Linked DNA regions of Zea mays: region 1 is linked to region 2. Evidence: chromatin contacts called from public Hi-C data. All regions are on one chromosome and are shown on one strand. Each heading gives the region's core, a stretch centred on a gene start, on an enhancer-like site or on the middle of the called end of the contact. The rest is flanking DNA. Distances are from core to core; before and after follow the strand shown.

Region 1 (4,157 bases), core at 1,403-3,902, 640 kb before region 2:
CGGCGCCCAGGGCACGCTCACGCTCCAGGGCGAGGGAGGCAGCGCGCTCGCGCTCCCGCGAGGCCGTCACAGCGGCTTGGATCGTGGCGAGGGTGCCGACGAGCGGGGAGTCGGTGGAGGGCGCGACACGGTGATCCAGGTGGGTGAAGCGAAGGCGGGAAAGCCCGGTGGGGAGCTGCGACGCAGGGGCAGCGGGGAGGAGGCGTGGATCGGACCAAGGCCGGCGATGTAGGGGGCCCCCATGGGTGAGCTCGCTGCTGGGTGCAGCAGGGGCGATGGGGGGGTGTGCCAGGGCCGGTGATGTCCTCGACGTTGAATCCGGTCGTGGTGGCGGCAGGTGCGTCCATCGGGCGTGTACGCAGCAGGGCGACAGGACAGAGAGGCAGAGGAGTGCTGCAGTCGGGCGGGGACCTGCAGATGGCGCGACGTCCTGGCGGGAGGCGGTGCGGCGTCGACCGGGCGTGGCCGCGTCTGGCCAGAGGGCGGCGCGGCGGCGTCCTGCGTCGACCGGGCGAGGCCGCGGCTGGGGGGGCGGCGGCGGGAGGAAGGCCGGCGGCTGGGGGGCCGCCGGCGGCTGCAGGGGGAAGAAGCCCCTGGCGGCTGTAGCAGTGGAGAGGTCGTAACCCTAATTTGATACCATATTGGAAACTGAACCCATACCCTAAACAGGGGTTGGGAGTGGTATTAATAGAGTAAGTAATTGGGCCAGGCCCATTACACAGGGGGTATGACGGTCATTACAAGAGGGACACCACAAACCCTAGACGGGTAGTCTAACAATAACAACAATACAAAATGATTAAGAATTCTAGCATGAGTGAGAGTGCAACCTGACGCTTTTGGAATTCTTGTGCAATCTCACCGGCCAAATTTCTGCATAGGGCAGTTATTCATGTAAAATCCAACAGTTTTGCAAAGAAATTGAATGCAAACAGTGTATCTATATTTAAAAAAATAGCATATCAAACAGGTAAAATAAACTTCCCAACAAGTACACAGCTGAATCAACAGCATTTCAGGAAGAGGTTACTCTATGCAAAAAAAAAATCCTGAGTGAAAACCAAGTACAAAAAAGAATCATCAATCATCCCTATGCTCTGTTGTTATTTGAACAGGATGTGACCAAGTTTGTAAACAGCATATACTTGTATAAGATCACTTATTGTTTCATGATATAGTGTGATATATTAGTCCAATAAATGCTTACCAACTTCTTATTGTGTTTGCATAACGTAGCATGAGTAGCATTGGCAATACAGCACGATACAAAAATTTAGACTTCACTGATTGAAGGAACCAGGAAAAACAGTGTAGCAGACAGGAAACATATTATTTCAGTTCAACCATACCTCACATATTCATGACCCCATGAACCAATATCACCTTCAGAACCCAGCAAACGGTATTTCAGACTCTCCTGCGACAAGATGATGTCTCAATTCCAGATTCACGGAACAGCTGAAGGTTTGATTTTTTGTTAAACAAAAAAAAAATAATGGCAATATGAAGATAACTATTGTGGTGGGCACATACTCTTTCTCCTTCAACGGACATTGTTAAAGCTAACACTGACAGTATGTCAGCCATGTACTTCTGCAAAACAATAAGATGCCGGCATCAACACTGTGCCAAACCAATATACAACATACCTCAGCTGGGTGGCCCGAAGTGATCACAGATACCTTGAGCTCGGACTCTGGCATTGTTTCGAAATAGGACTTGAGAGTTCCAAAGTGTGGGCGGAGGAATTTCAGCGGCTTTGGAACTGAAGTCATTGAGCTCGTGGCAGAGCGAATCTCCTGCCTGAAACAGATCAGTTTTAGTGGCAGCAAAGGGGTCAAGAAATAAGACGTTGGTTGCACCAGAAGTCCAGAACTACAGGAGTGCAGCTGGAACACTCAATTATCATTGTCATACACAGGAAAACTCGTCTTAATCTCTACACACTATATAGGCAATAAGAAACATACAGCACCACGACGCTCAAGCTCAACCAAATCTTCACAAAGATGACAAACTTAAACCCACAACTAATATCACACGAGGACCACCACAAAAGCTGAGTTACCCTTGGGGCCACGCAACCCTAGACCTGAATCGGGCGGATTTGCGAAGCGGGCAGTACCTCATGCTCTCGAGCGCGAGCTTCTGCACGCCCGGATCCGCATCCTGCGCCCGCACGACGTAGAGCTCCAGCTGCTCCTTCAGCGCCAGATCCTCCTCCGACTGCGGCACCATCCGACACGTCAGGCGGAAGCAAAACCCCAAGATCAAAACAAGAGGAGCGAGATTTTAGCCACCGCAGTTCGACCTCTCCTAGGGCTCGAAGCGGGGCGGACTCACCAGATCGTCATCCTTCTTCTCGTCCTTCTTCCGCTTCCCCTTGGCCGCGGCAGCCGGTGGCGGCGGCTGCGACGGCTCGGCCGGCGCCGCGGGGCTGGGATTCTCGGGGGGAGACATGGCTGCCTGAGGCGTACGGCGGCTAGTCCACCGGAAGGAATGAAGGACGGGCGGGCGGGGCAAGGGTTGGGCTCGCGGCTACGCGGTGAGCCGCCTCCGGTCGCGTGCGGCGGAAGTGAGGCAGCGGAGTGGAAGAGGGGATCCGCTTTGCCCGTGCGCCTTTGTTACGGAGAGGTAGAAGAGACGTCCGAGGTGGAGCGTGCTAGCGTAGAGCCACGCCTCCCGTTTCGACGCAGCTTTTGCCCCTCGTCCAAGAAGAGTAGACGTGGGCCGAGCAATTGTTCTCTCGGGCCCACGGATTCTTAACTAGGACGACGGTCGACGAGGGTTGCGTATTGTTAGGTGACTCTAGCGGACCGTGAAAAATGAATGTGCGTATCGTATATCTTTACTAGTTGAAGGCTGGTGTGGTGCTACGATTTCCATATATTACATAGTTATACCTTATTTAAATGAGATAATTATTAAAACACGTACAACCAAAATATAGGTAGTTTTTTTTATTGCTAGAGCTATTTGGTAGCATATCTCAAACATGTACACAAATAAAACATAACATAATTGACCTGTAGAAAAAAAGCTAATGCAAGTAGTCTACAATAAACAAATCATTAGTATCAATCTCTCTTACCGCCACTTCTACACCTCTACTGCCACACCATGACAATTCCCTTATACTTCACCTGTCAATTTCTTCTTCGGCTACTTTAACATTTCCAAAATGTATCAGCTTCATTTGTTCTTTCGAGATCTGTAGTCCAGGATAAGTATAAGATAGATCATAAACAGATACAACAAGAACATCACATAGAGATACACCATTTAAATATGGAGGTAGGTATATACAGTGTGTCGAAATTCAACCTAATGTGGGGAACATTTGTCTAGTGGATGTCATTACTCTCCAGACCCCTTCTATAGTAGTTTCTCCCAATCCAGTAAAACGACCAGTGTTAGATGCTCAGCAAAACAAAAAAGACACACAGAGAGAGAGATAGAGAATTCATCTATGACCCGCACCAAACGACCCATATCTTGAGCCTATGAGAGAAACTGGATTGGTAGACATAATTTCTAGCGATTTCGCACAAGTCACATGAGCTCAACTTTCAAAGTTGCCAACAGCAACAGGCAATCCAAACTAAGAACATCTGGGTGGGCAGACAAATAGATAACAAATATAACTTATATGAAAAAACAAATAGTCCCTCAAATTTAACACATGTGACTGAAAAGGATATGATTATATGAATGGCAGGTATGGCTAATGAGATATTTTATAGTTTTCAAGGTTAAGAAGACTGGTTTAAATATGGTAAATAATTAGTAGAGCGCCTACCCAAACTTGCATTCTTTTTCTCCATCTCAACAATACAAGCTAATCTATCATGGACCCGTCAAGAACATATTGCCAGTTTAGCTCCATAGCAAAACATTATCATAAAAAACTATGACAGTCTCTCACATCTGAAAGTTTTTGTGCTGCTTCTTGTTTGAACTTCTTGTCGTACATGAAATAATATAAAAATTAACCTCATAAAGATGTGAATGCTTACAGACTTATGTCATGCTGGTCAGAAGTTACCATTCTCGGGGTATACCAGCTTCATCACGAGTCGTGTAGTTGAATGGACCCTTCAGTACACGCCATGCTCCTTTATCAAGTCTAATGTTTAAATGAACATTCCATTAGTTGG
Region 2 (4,339 bases), core at 1,473-3,972:
TATCAGCAACTCCAACCTTGTTTGCCATCTCAACTGTAGTTTCCACAAGCTGCTTATAGTTCCTGCGATCTAGAGCCATTCTCCTCACCCAGAAGTGCTTGAAGAAATCTGGAAGGATGTCATTCCGGATATAATCAGCCTCCACACCCTCTGTACTGACACACTGTTTCACCACCTTGAGAACAATTTTCTTCATTTCTTCATCTGGAGACTGGAACTCCCTAATGAGGACCTGCATCACCTCCTTTGTGTAGTAGCTAGCATACAGAGCATCCATAAGAGGGATGATGAAACCAATGGCCTTTAGGAAGGCAGCAAGGACCTTCCCACGGTGAGATCTGATACCCTTCCACAGAGGTTTCAATACAGTATCAAAACTTTCTATACCATATGGTGCAGCAGCCTCAGCAAGTGCAGCAAGAGAAAGGGCAGTAATTGTACGAACTTTCTGGTTTTCATCGCTCAGCCCATGCTCAATGATCTCAACTAGTGACTTGAGGTGTGGCAAAACAGCACAGCCCATGAGAATAGCAATCTGTTGGACGATTTTGATACCAGTGTGCCTAGCCTGCCAAGACTTCTTACTCTGACAGACAGCCTTCAAGAATGGTAAAAGGGCAGGGATACCCAAAGCAGAAGCCACCACACTGAACGCCCTAGCAGTGGTGTTTCTCACATACTCATCAATGTTATCGATGTCGGGTCGCATAGCAGCAATCATAGTAGCAAGCCCAGCTGCTTTGCTAAGGTTTGAGATGATCTCCCTGCCTTCAACACGAGCATAATAGTCCTCATCAATCAACAGTGGTTCAATAACCACAAGAATCTTGTGCACAAAAGGACGGACCAGCTCATCGAGCTTATAAAGTACTCTGTCAATGACCTTCACCAAAAGATGCCTCTCCTGGTCCTCCAGTGTTGGCTGCATGAGTAAGGGCAGTATTTTGTTGAACAACGGTCCTGCACCAAATTCACGGGCTTTGTCTGTCAGTTGCCGAAGTGCTGTTTTACGCTGTGGGGGTGTGCCATTCTTCACTTTGAGTAACAGTTTCATGATTTTCCTCTCCTTCTGCTCCTCTGGCGATAGCTGCTCCTCCTCTTCCTCGTTCAGCAAAGTTCCAAAGTACTGGTAATCCTCGGGCTTCATGAGTGGCAACCCACCAGGCAGCTCCTTGGGCACATCAAAATGCTGCCCACGATTCTCCTCTGGAATAGCATAAAGTGGTGTCCCCAGAGGTGTCGGTGTCGCAAGGAGCTTCCTTGCCGGGGTCCTGATGGGCTGGTAGGAAGCCGGGGGCTCAAGAATCTTGTAGCCCTCCTGCGGGAACATGGCATCAAGCTCCTCGTCAGTGAGAGGCCTGTTCCTCTCCTCAATGTCCCGCTCCCACCGCATGAGCTGGTACTGCTCCGGAGTGATCGGTCCACGAGCAATCTGGCTAGGAGTTGGTGTGGCAAGGTTCTCTGCACCAAATGGCGTTGGACCAGGAGTATAACCAGCAGGTGTTGCAGCACCAAGACTACCAGGGGTTGCACTCCCCATACTTGCTGGTGTCTCATCCCACCTTGATCTCTGCTTCTTACCAGGGGTTGGCGTGACACCACCAGGCAGCTTTGGAGTCGCGTCCCAAGCCCCAGAAGGAGTAGCCCCAGGGGTGGCACCGCCAGCTGCAGGCGTAGCATCAGCATCGGCCATCCTCCCTGGAGTCGGTGTCTCATCCCATCTGTTCCTTCTCACGGAGGGTGTGGCGTCTCCAACACGTCCGGGGGTGGCATCCCAACGGCCAATCCCAGGAGTCGCATCAGGGGCATCCCAGTCCGAGGATGTCTTCACCTTCTTGGCACCGGCACCAGCGTCGCCGTCCTGCGACTGATCCCACCTGTTGCGCCGCTTTGTTGTGGCGGCAGGCTGCTCAGGAGCGGCAGCCTTCCTCTCCTTCTCCTTCTCTTCCTCTTCCTTCTTCTTCTTGGCAATCTCCCTCAGCAGGTCCTCCTTCTTCTTCTGCAGCGCCGCGTCGCGCATGACGTCAGCGTAGGTCCGCACCGAGGGGTCCGGGGTGGCCTCCCCAGCGGCGAACGGGTCATGGCGCTCCGGCGAGATGATCTGGTTGAGGCGGCGGCGGCGGTAGTCGTCCTCGCGGTCGATGATGCGCTGGGACCTCTTGGGCAGCCCGTCGTCGTCGTCGGCCGACCGCGGGATGTCGGCGGCGGCGATGGCGTGGCCCGTGTAGGCCGCGAGGCGGCGCGGCGCAGGGTTGGCGGCCTCCGCGTCGTCCTCCGCGGCGTCGTCCTCGGAGGCCGGGATGGAGGTGTCGTAGCCCGCGAAGCGGTTGGGGTCGGCGCCCCCGCCGCCGTAGAGGTCGGTGTCGAAGGTGACGGAGGACACGGCCATGGGCGCGCCAGCCGCCAGCGCCTCCTCCATCCTGCGCCGCTCCTCTTGCGTGCGCGCGAGATCTGCGTCGATCGAGTCCATGGCGGCGGCGGCGCGGGAAGGGAGCGGGTAGGGTTTGCTTTGGTGGACGGAGAGTGAAGATAAGATACGATGCGCGCCCTTCACATGCGTTGGGTTGAAAAATCTGGCACGGTGGCTGGATCTCGTCCGTTGATTGATCGTTTACGCGATCCGGATCGTTCATTTGTGGTGCTAGCCTTGGACTTATTCCCAAGTCCCAACAAAGCCCTCGCCTGTCTAATAAAAAAACAAAAAAAGCAACAAAAAAAAACAAAGCCCTCGCCCCAATCCAATCGATCCCCAATCCGTTCACGCACTCCCCAATCTCGCCGTCGCCGGCCTCCTCTCCGGCCTCCGCCGCTGCCTCTCTCCACAATAATAATCCACTCCTCGTCGCCTCGCGTCCGTCTCCTTGACCAACGTGCTCCCCCCTTCTTCTACCTGTAATTCCCATCCTGCTTGTGCGGCAAGGGCCTCTCCCGCACGATGGGGAAGCACGAGTTCCTGACGCCGAAGGCGATCGCAAACCGGATCAAGGCGAAGGGGCTGCAGAAGCTGCGGTGGTACTGTCAGATGTGTCAGAAGCAGTGCCGCGACGAGAACGGGTTCAAGTGCCACTGCATGTCGGAGTCGCACCAGAGGCAGATGCAGGTGTTCGGCATGGCCCCCGACCGCGTCGTCGAGGGCTTCTCCGAGGAGTTCCTCGAGTCCTTCCTCTCCCTCATCCGCCGCGCGCACCGCCACTCCCGCGTCGCCGCCACCGTCGTCTACAACGAGTACATCGCCGACCGGCACCACGTCCACATGAACTCCACGCGGTGGGCCACGCTCACCGAGTTCGTCAAGTTCCTGGGGCGCGAGGGGTACTGTAAGGTCGAGGACACGCCCAAGGGGTGGTTCATGACCTACATCGACCGTGACTCGGAGCAGGCCGTCAAGGAACGCCTCAAGCGCAAGAGGATCAAGTCAGACATGGCTGACGACGAGCGCCAGGAGCGCATGATTGCCCGCCAGATTGAGCGTGCGCACAAGTCCTTAGCTAAACCCAATGGTGGTGGTGCTGCCGAGGGCGAGCCTGAGTCTGGCAGTGAAGGAGAGTATTCAGGTTCGGATGATGATGAGCAGGAGCCGGAGGATGACTCGAAAGAGGCAGATAAGGCAACAGGTAAGATTGCGATTGCGCTTCAGAAGGCTGTGCCGGGGCCCAAGGTTAATCCTTTTGACGATAAGCCGAAGATGAAATTTGGTTTTGATGAGGAGGATGGCTCAGGCACCCGAGACCAGGAGAAGAATGAGTTGACCAAGAAGATGGGAAAGGATGTGAAGGCAGCAGAGGCAAAGAGGTCAGCATTGGACGAGCTGATGAAGGAGGAGGAGAAGGCCAAGGAGAGGAGCAATAGGAAGGACTACTGGCTGTGCCCTGGGATTGTGGTCAAAGTGATGAGCAAGTCATTGGCAGAGAAGGGGTACTACAAGCAGAAAGGGGTGGTGAAGAAAGTTATTGATAAATATGTTGGGGAGATTGAGATGTTGGAGAGCAAGCATGTTCTCAGGGTCGACCAAGATGAGCTTGAGACCGTGATCCCTCAGATTGGTGGACTTGTGCGGATTGTCAATGGGGCTTATCGGGGGTCAAATGCCAGGTTGCTTTCAGTGGACACTGAGAAATTCTGTGCAAAAGTGCAGGTTGAGAAAGGCCTCTATGATGGGAAGGTTCTCAGGGCTGTCGAATACGAGGACATTTGCAAGATATCCTCATGATATACAACGTGATTCATTCCATTTTCCTGGATCATCACTGAAGCAAACAAGCTATACGATCTAGTGTACTAGCTCTGTCGATTAGATTCTTAATAGTTTCTGTGCTTGTTATTGTTTGTGCTGGAATAT

Evidence for each region. Hi-C and Micro-C count contacts between places; a contact is called where the count stands out from the background.
Region 1: a contact with region 2 is called in a Hi-C map of endosperm, with 2.3 times the contacts expected there. The contact joins the promoter of LOC100384330 here to the promoter of LOC100283771 in region 2. A contact is called at or near these places in 2 of 25 Hi-C or Micro-C datasets (endosperm and leaf).

What each region holds. Positions count from the first base shown.
Region 1 is chr5:81,544,293-81,548,449 of Zm-B73-REFERENCE-NAM-5.0, reverse strand. It overlaps LOC100384330, which reads right to left and starts at 2,652. Exons shown (of 25, transcript NM_001362350.1): 1 at 2,344-2,652; 2 at 2,126-2,226; 3 at 1,683-1,803; 4 at 1,534-1,593; 5 at 1,350-1,417; 6 at 831-873. The coding sequence starts at 2,460.
Region 2 is chr5:80,905,629-80,909,967 of Zm-B73-REFERENCE-NAM-5.0, reverse strand. LOC100283771 (antigenic determinant of rec-A protein) reads left to right here and starts at 2,722. Exons shown (of 1, transcript NM_001156670.2): 1 at 2,722-4,339. The coding sequence starts at 2,936. The coding sequence ends at 4,210. It overlaps LOC100277544 (antigenic determinant of rec-A protein, mRNA), which reads right to left and starts at 2,501. Exons shown (of 2, transcript NM_001327758.1): 1 at 1-2,501. The coding sequence starts at 2,470.